Regions from separate parts of the Sus scrofa genome. Here region 2 is linked to region 1. Evidence: chromatin contacts called from public Hi-C data. All regions are on one chromosome and are shown on one strand. The core of a region is the stretch at or near the end of the contact, and the rest is flanking DNA. Distances in the headings are between cores, read along the strand shown.

The links. Hi-C and Micro-C count contacts between places; a contact is called where the count stands out from the background.
Region 2: a Hi-C map of alveolar macrophages shows a contact between it and region 1, with 2.8 times the contacts expected there. The contact joins the enhancer-like site here to the promoter of NME9 in region 1. A contact is called at or near these places in 14 of 47 Hi-C or Micro-C datasets (alveolar macrophages, embryonic fibroblasts, fetal heart ventricle and 7 more) and 1 of 2 datasets of contacts at active chromatin or transcription factors (alveolar macrophages).

The regions. Positions count from the first base shown.
Region 1 is chr13:79,112,466-79,117,355 of Sscrofa11.1, reverse strand. It overlaps NME9 (thioredoxin domain-containing protein 6), which reads left to right and starts at 2,397. Exons shown (of 12, transcript XM_021069506.1): 1 at 2,397-2,973; 2 at 3,308-3,344.
Region 2 is chr13:79,466,057-79,470,544 of Sscrofa11.1, reverse strand. PIK3CB (phosphatidylinositol 4,5-bisphosphate 3-kinase catalytic subunit beta isoform) reads left to right here. Exons shown (of 25, transcript XM_021069526.1): 15 at 910-1,031; 16 at 4,441-4,488. Among named protein-coding and RNA genes, the nearest start is that of FAIM, 70 kb to the right of the region's middle. Within about 2 kb of position 1,309, at least 9 of the 83 cell types and tissues checked have an H3K27ac peak or open chromatin away from gene starts, as enhancers often do. A contact at or near this core is called in alveolar macrophages and skeletal muscle, where this site is marked.

The DNA.
Region 1 (4,890 bases), core at 1,148-3,647:
ACACATGGAGGTGAGCATATTTTTCATTTGCTTACTTTTCATCTGCTTATCTTCCTTGGTGATGTAGCTGTTCAGATCTTTTGCCCATTTTTAACTTGGGTTGTTTGCTATCTTATTGTTGAGTTTTGTATATTTTGGATAAAATTTCTTTATCAGATATGTGTTTTGCAAATATTTTCTCCTTTATCTTTTCGTCCTCTTAACAGGCTTTTGAAGAGCACAAGTTTTTAATTTTAATAAATTCCAACTTATAAATTTTTTTTCTTTCATGGATCATTCTTTTGATGCTGTGTCTAAAAAGTCATTGCAAACCCAAGATCACCTAGATTGTCTCCTGTGTTTTCTTTCTTTCTTTTTTTTTTTTTGTCTTTTTTTCCTTTTAGGGCCGCACTGGAGGCATATGGAGGTTCCCAGGCTATGGGTTGAATTGGAGCTACAGCTGCAGACCTACACCACAGCTCACGGCAACACCAGATCCTTAACCCATTGATGGAGGCCAGGGATCAAACCTGCAACCTCATTGTTCCTAGTTGGATTCGTTTCTGCTGCGCCACAACAGGAACTCCCTGTCTCCTATGTTTTTTTCCAGAAGTTTTATAGCTCTCCATTTTATATTTATGTCTACGAACTGTTTTGAGTTAATTTCATGAAAGGTGTAAGGTTTGTGTCCATATTTATTTATTTACTTGCAAGTGGATGTCCAATTATTCAGCACCATTTCAGGCAAAAGACCGTTCTTTCTACATTGACTTTCCTTTGCCCCTTTGTCAAAGATCAGTTGACTACATTTGCACAGTTCTATTTTTACACTTTTTATTCTCTTCCATTGATCTATGTATCTATTTTTTCACTAGAAGGCTGCCCTGCTTATTGTAGCTTTATGGTAATTCTTGAAGTCTGGTAGTGTCAGTTATCCAACTTTGTTATTCTTCTTCAGCATTGTGTTGGCTCTTCTGGGTCTCTTACCTCTTCATATAAACTCTAGAATCCGTTTGTTGACATCCACAAAATAGCTTGCTGGAATTTTGATTGGAATTATGTTTAATCTATTGATCATATTGGCAAAAACTGATGTGTTAACAAAATATTGATTCTTCCTATCCTCACACATGGAATATCTCTCTGTTTATTTAAATCTTTCAGATTTCTTTCATCAGCTATTATTGACTTCTGGTTTAATTCCATTGTGGTCTGAGAACATAACCTGTATGACTTCTATTCTTTTAAATTGGTTAGGATACGTTTTACCATCTGGAATGTGGCCTTTCTCGATGAATGTTCCATGTGAACTTAAGAAGGATCTGTATTCTGTACTTGTTAGAGGAAGTACAGCATAAATGTTGATTAGATCAAGTTGATTGATGTTATTGCTCAGTTCAACTTTTTCCTTGCTCATTATCTGCCTGCCCTATTTACTCATTTCTTTTCTTTTCTTTTCTTTTTTTTTTTGTCTTTTTGCCTTTTTCTAGGGCCGCTCCCGTGGCATATGAAGGTTCCCAGGCTAGGGGTCTAACCGGAGTGGTAGCCACCAGCCTACGCCACAGCCATAGCAACACGGGATACGAGCCGTGTCTGCAACCACAGCTCAAAGCAATGCCAGATCCTTAACCCACTGAGCAAGGCCAGGGATTGAACCTGCAACCTCATGGTTCCTGGTCAGATTCGTAAACCACTGCGCCATGACAGGAACTCCCCCTATTTATTCATTTCTTAAAGATACGGGGTTGAAATCTTCAATTATAATAGTGGGTTTGTTTTTTTTTTTTTTCTTTGCATTTCTATCAGTTTTTGTCTCAGTATTTTGATGCTCTGTTGATAAGTACATACACAGTTAAGTATTGTTATGTCTTCCCGGAGAACTGACGTCTTTAACATTACGTAATGCCCTCTCTTCATCCTTGATAAATTTCCTTGTTCTAAAGTCTCATTGCCTGAAGTTAATATAGCTACTCCAGCTTTCTTTTGATTACTGTTAGCATGGCATAGCTTTCTCCACTTCTTTACTTTTAACTCTGTCTTTAAAACAAAACAAAACAAAGCAAAAAAACACACACCTTTTAAATCTGTTTTATATTTAAAGTGGATTTCTTGGAGTTCCCGTCATGGCTCAGTGCTTAACACACTCAACTAGCATCCATGAGGACGTGGGTTCCATCCCTGGCCTTGCTCAGTGGGTTAAGGATCTGGCGTTGCCTTGAGCTGGGTGTGAGTCGAAGATGTGGCTCGGATCTGGCGTTTCTGTGTCTGTGGTGTAGGCCGGAGGCTGCAGCTCCAATTCGACCCATAGCCTGGGAACCTCCATATGCCAAGGGTGTGACCCTAAAAGACAAAAAAAAAAAAAAAAAAGTGGATTTCTTATAGACAACACACACTTGGGTCTTTTTTTTAAATTTCCCTAGCAATTTCTGTCTTTTAATTGGTATTGATCATTTGTACCACATTTGCAACTGTTTTCTATTTGCTCCACTTTACTTTCATACTGAATTTGGAATTTGTAATTTTGTATTCTTTGTCTTAAAGAGAACCTCTTCAGATTCCTCAAAACCTGGAGCCATCCCTGCCCAGCATGTATTAAGTAACAATAGAAATGCTGTATGCCAGTCCTGGTGGGGCAGAAGAGATGCAGGAATTCGAGAATGCCCCTGTACAGTACATGAATGCAGCAGGTCTTTGCCTGGTGTGTCCAAATGTCTCAGACACAGACAAACACTTCAGTCAATGAAAGCATTCCCACAGTCCAATTCTGACAGCAAGGGGCGGGACTCCTTCCTGCCTTTCCATTGGGCCCAGAGTGGGCGTGGCTTATGTGTACTCTTGTTTATTACCCGGTAGCCTTAGCACTGCGCTTTGTTGCCATGACGACCGTGGCTGGGTTGCTGCAGAGTCTGCTGGAAACTCTCGCTGCAGGTTGAGGACCGGTACCTGTTTGCAGTGGCTTAGTTCCCCAGGAATAAATTAGAACAGCACCACAAGGTTCAAAAATTGGCCTTTTTCCGCTAGAATTCCCCTGCGGACGCTGTGATGCCTGACAGGCCCCTGAACTCACGCGCCCCTTGGCCAGCTCCAGGGTGGGGAAGGGGCTCCTCAAATCTGCCTGGGGGCAGCAAGCTCCGCTTCTCCCATGGGTGGGGGGGTTCATTTTGCATCGTTGCGTTTCTTTGCTGCCACTCATAATTAACTTAAAGGGGAGGGTGGTAAGGGGCTTTGTCTGAAGGAGGTTTTTGGCTTGCTGATCCACACAGCGTTTTCTCAATAGATTGCTGCCAAATGGTCTGAGCCCTCAGTAACAGAGCTTCTGTCTTTGCAGAGCCATGGGTAGCAAGAAGAAAGAAATTGCCCTGCAGGTAAGCCTCAAAGGGGAGCTTGCTTTCAGCATTTGATATAGGATTGGTTCGGGGTGAGGGTGAAGAGAATGATGCGGAGTGATATAAAAATGATACTCTGCTGGTAGTATGTGACAGACTGTGTTCTTGAACTTGAATATTGCACCTTTATGTCTTAAAGAGAAAAAAACTTATATTGGACCTCTAGTAATGACAGATATTTTGTGCACTTAAATATAAGAAAACATAAACTTGGGTATAAGTTGTTTATGCTTATAGTGTTTATGCAACTATAAAACCAAAACATGAATTAAAATAAAACTCTCCTGCTCTTCAGCACAGGGAACTATACCCAGTCACTGGTGACAGAACATGATGGAGGATAATGTAAGAAAAAGGATGTATGTATATGTGTAACTGGGTCACTTTTCTGTACAGCAGAAATTGACTGAACACTGTAAATCTACCATAATTTAAAACTTTTTTTTTTTTGTCTTTTGTCTTTTTTGTTGTTGTTGTTGTTGTTGTTGTTGCTATTTCTTGGGCCGCTCCCGCGGCATATGGAGGTTCCCAGGCTAGGGGTTGAATCGGAGCTGGAGCCACCGGCCTACGCCAGAGCCACAGCAACGCGGGATCCGAGCCGCGTCTGCAACCTACACCACAGCTCACGGCAACGCGGGATCGTTAACCCACTGAGCAAGGGCAGGGACCGAACCCGAAACCTCATGGTTCCTAGTCGGATTCGTTAACCACTGCGCCACGACGGGAACTCCTAAAACATTTTTTAAAATAAAACAAGAAACCAAGAAAATATGAATTGGTATAATTCAATGTGACATATTTTTGTTGAGGTATAATTACAGCTTGCTGAGAGAGTATGGTATAGGTTCTTTGAGTTCAGGCATGTGTCTGTAGCTATGCTCTCTCTGGAGCCCCAGTTCTCCCCTCCACAACTCTCAAAAATCATTTGTTTATTCAAGAAATATGTTTTGCTACACTTTCAACTATAAGATGCCTTACTTCATTTGGGCCTGTGACGAGTGACTCCATAAGCCAGCATCTGCTTTCTGTTTATTTACTTTTTTTTTTTTTTTGGCCCTGGACAATAAGTAGTGGTTTGTTCTAAAGTGATGGTAAGAACATGCAAGCATGGGCCCCGGAACTGAGTGGGAGGGCTTTATCGTAAGATCATCTGGATGATGTGTAATGGGGGACCTTTCAAATTAAACTTTAAAATGTCTCATAGTCAGTTCAGCCCACCAGAATCCAGGCGCCTCTCGGAGAGTAGAGTGGCAGTCATCTTGAGGCACCTGGTTCTCCTTTATTGTTCTCTGTGGCACCAGCATTTTACATGTGAATTTCAAAAGCCTAGTGATTTTTAAAAGGAAGAAAGCAATGCTAGTCTAAGGTAGCATGCAGGGGGTGGAGGTGGACAGGGAAGGGAAAGTTTTGGACTGAAAGTCCAAAGACCTAATGTAGGTTTTGACTCTTCTCTTAGCCAACTCTGGGACTTTAGATAAAGCACATAACCTCCCTGGGCTCTAGCTTGCCCATCTGCAGAATGAGG
Region 2 (4,488 bases), core at 60-2,559, 350 kb before region 1:
CTTGTGGAGTTCCCACCATGGCGCAGTGGAAATGAATCTGACTAGGAACCATGAGGTTTCAGATTCTATCCCTGGCTAGCTCAGCAGGTCAAGGTCGCAGACACAGATCGCAGCTCGGATCTGGCGTGGCTGTGCCTGTGGTGTAGGCTGGCAGCAACAGCTCTGATTAGACCCCTAGCCTGGGAACCTCCATGTGCCAGGGGTGCGGCCCTAAAAAAAAAAAAAGTGCTTGTAATCAGGTTGAGCCCTGAAGCTAATATTCTTACTTTGAATTTTCCCGTAAGTATTTCTTGATCATTTCTCTCTGCTCTCTCCCTTCCCCCTTCCCCTCACCTTACCCCCCTCCCACCACCTTTCCTTCCTTTAAAAAAATTATTTAATGGGTAATGATTGTGGCATTCATAAATTCCAGGTAAGTAACATAATAGCTTGCTTTTATATACTTGCTTACCTTTTAGAATATTTCAACAGAGACAGTCTTTATTAATCTGTATTAACAAGAATGTATTTTTCAAAGAGTTCTCTTTGTGGCTCAGTAGTAACGAACCCAACTCATATCCTTGAGGATGTGGGTTTGATCCCTGGCCTCGCTCACTGGGTTAAAGGATCTGGCACTGCCGTGTGGTGTAGGCCATAGATTCGGCTCTGATCCCGAGTTGCTGCTGCTGAGGTGTAGGCCAGTGGCTACAGTTCTGATTTAACCCTTAGGTGGGAACTTACATATGCCATGGGTGTGGCCCTTTAAAAAAAAAAAAAAAAATAATAATAATAATAATGGACTTTTGATACCTCAGTAAACTGCAAGTTTGCTTCTCCTTTCTTTTGCTCCATCTCAGCTCCTGTGTACCAAGGAAAAATAGATCACTTTGCTAAATTTCTGAACCAGTTTCATTTTTTTTTTTTAAACAGCTTCAGGCACTACTTCAGATTTGGCCTAAACTGCCCCCGCGGGAGGCCCTGGAGCTTCTGGATTTCAACTATCCAGATCAGTACGTGCGAGAATATGCTGTTGGCTGCCTGCGACAGATGAGGTATCTCTTGCAGGTGGCTTTTTTTGGATCATGGAGTAACTTGTGGGTGGGAGGAGAAGTTGAGGTCTGCTTGAATGTCTCATAAGAAAAGAAAGGGCTTGGAATGATTTAGAGTTCGAAACACTTGTTCCCTTTCTCCCTTCCACTCTTTCATATGCTCAGCCTCTCATATTTACTTCATATTATAAAACAAAAAACAAACAAAAACTGGGTCAGCTGGTCCCCAATGTCACCCTCATGTTCCATGACTCTGAGTCAGGAAGAGTCATAGGACTCAGCATATAGTTACTCTTGGCTAATATTTATTACAACAAATGGATACAGAGCAAAATTGGGAAAGGGAAAAGATTCATGGGGCAAAGTCTGGAGGAAACCAGGCAGAAACCTCTAAAAGTCCTTTTCCTGTAGAGTCACGCTGAATACACTAAATTCCTCTAACAGCAGTTGTGACAACACACCCAAATATTGTCTACCAGGGGAGCTTGCTAGAGATTCGGTGGCCAGGGTTGTTTTTGTTTGTTCATTTGTTTGTTTTAGTGGGGGCGGCTAGTCTTACAAGTACCCTCTGCCTAGCATATCTCCAAATTCTAAACTCCTGGAAGGAAAAATGGGTGTTAAGCATAAACCATACTGTTTGCAAAAAACCAGTCTAGTCCCAGTGAGCCACTCTTATCTGTTAGGGCAGTGAGAAGCCTTCTGAAGTCTATGTTCCCAGATATCAGCCAAGGGCTAACCTTGTAAGCATGCTTTTTCAAAGAATAGCACTCAGGGTTGCTACTATGTTAACTCTTTCCTGTCTGCTACCCAGAATTAAGAAGTGTTAATATTTTGTCTTTTTTTTTAAGTTTGTATTTTTATACAATTAACATTACAGTTAAAATCCTCATAGTGTGCTCACTCAGTCCTGATACTTACACTTCCCAGAGGTAACCATTATAACAAATTTGGTGTGTATCCTTCTATACCAGGTTTTCCTTTTTTTACCACACTTATATGTCTATAAAATATAGATATAATATTGTATATATAAAAATCACATAAATGTGTCTTTCCATAAGTATTTTTTTTTAAATTCAACATTAGGTTTTTGAGATCATTCTCTCCCATTTCATATAAATGTAGTTTATTCCTTTCACTACTGTGTAATATTCTGTTTTGGGGTATACCTTATTTCCTCTATTTCCCTATGGAGAAACATTTTTAATTTTCTCAAAATTTCGTCATAACAAACACTGCTGCAGTGAACGTATTTGTAGAGTCCCTTTTGGGTAGTACATGTATGTGAATCAAGGGGATTTATTTAATGAAATGTCATTATTGAGGCAGTCTCAGACAAATGGCATTTTCAGGTTTATACATTTTCTTTCTAGCCTCAAAATGAGGGATTATACTGTATGATTATTTAAAAAAAACAAAGTTCGCAGAAAATTATGGATACTGTGACTTTTTTCCCTTCTTTTTAAAATAAATCATTTATGTTTTAAATTGTGTGATATCCAAAAGAAATTACACAAACTCTTCAATAGTGATTATTTTGGACGAGTGAAATAGGAAGTTTAAGGAAAGAGGAAGCCTCTTTTCTGTACTTCTGGCTTTACGAGTTTTATAATGGGAATGGATTTTACAATAAGCTTAAGAATGTTGTATAGATAGTTTTAAAAATGAGGATCCTGGTGTTCCCATTGTGGCACAGTGAAAACGAATCTGACTAGTAACCACGAAGTTGCTGGTTCCATTCCAGGCCTTGCTAAGTAGGTTAAGGATCCGGCGTTGCTGTGAGCTGTGGTGTACGTCACAGACATGACTCAGATCCTGCATTGCTACTATGGCTGTGGGGTAGGCTGGTGCCTACAGCTACCTTTGGACCTCTAGCCTGGGAACTTCCATATGCCAAGGATGTGGCCCTAAAAAGCAAAAAAAATGAGGCTCCCAATCTCCCAAAGTTTGCATTGCAGTCCTGAGAGGGAGGGGCTGCCTGCTCCCTTTGGGCTGAGCCAAGTGTTTTTCTTAAATAGATCCATGGGAGGAGACTGCTGTGATTCTCATGTTCCATATAGATAATTCTGATGTGTCTTCCTATGTTAAATTTTCTCATCATGGAGGTTTTTTTCTCTATAAAGTATCCTAGGTTTCAGTCCCAGGTCTGCTTTGGATGACTTTTTAACCATTTATTGGTCAAGAGTATACTCATTAAATAGAGGACTTGGGTTGCATATCATACCTGACTGCTGGAATTGTCTATGATGGAAGTTCTTTACATTTGAATGGTTTGGGGGTAGATACAAGATAAAGAGCCCCAAATTTAATTCACCTCGTTTAATTATAATATTTTATATTAATTCAGTGAATCCATTCCCACTTACAAATATACTCTTTATCATTCAAACGATAAAGTTTTGAAGTTAAGATTTTCATTGTTGGGAGTTCCTGTCATGGCTCAGTTGTAACAAACCCAACTGGTATCCATGAGGACGAGCGGTTTTAATTCCTGGCCTCACTCAGTGGGTTAAGGTTCCAGGGCTGCCGTGAGCTGTGGTGTAGGTTGCAGATGCAGTTTGCATCTGGCATTGCTGTGGCTGTGGTGTAGGCCCACAGCTACAGCTCCCATTCGACCCCTAGCCTGGAATCTTCCATATGCCGTGGGTGCGGCCCTAAAAAGACAAAAAAAAAAAAAAAAGATTTTCATTGTTCATTCATTATCTGGGAGAAGAAATTACTTAACTGTAATGATAGGAAAGGAAAATAAATTGCTGAAGAACTGATGGAATTTGTGTTTTCAAAAGCTGGTTGGTTGACTATGTCAATAACCCTTTCAGCGTGATCAGAAAACTATTACCTAATTTTTTTTTTTTTTTTTTTTTTTTTGTCTTTTTGTCTCTTTAGGGCTGCACCTGCAGCATATGGAGGTTCCCAGGCTAGGCATCTAATCAGAACTACAGCTGCCGGCCTACTCCAGAGCCACAGCAAAGCCAGATCCGAGCCAAGTCTGCGACTACACCACAGCTCACGGCAACACCAGATCCTTAACCCACTGAGCAAGGCCAGGGATTGAACCCACAACCTCATGGTTTCTAGTCAGATTCATTTCTGCTGAGCCAGGACAGGAACTTCATGTTACCTAATTTTATTTTAACCTGGTGTGATTGTAAATACAATCATCAGTTGTGTCAACCTAGATAATAAAAATGCCCCATGTATCTGTTCTTTGTTCCTTTTCACTCCCCCTTCTGATCAGAAATCCTCCACCTTTCTTGTGTTATTATAACAGTGAATCAGTGAATGTATGCATACAAGTTTGCCCCAAAACAACCGCCAAGTTTCAGTAAGTTAGTATTTAATAGTTTGATAGGAAAGGGTTTTTTTCTAGCACTGGTTGATAGATGACTTACTCTGTTTTTGTTTCTTTCAGTGATGAAGAACTCTCTCAATATCTTTTACAATTGGTGCAAGTTTTAAA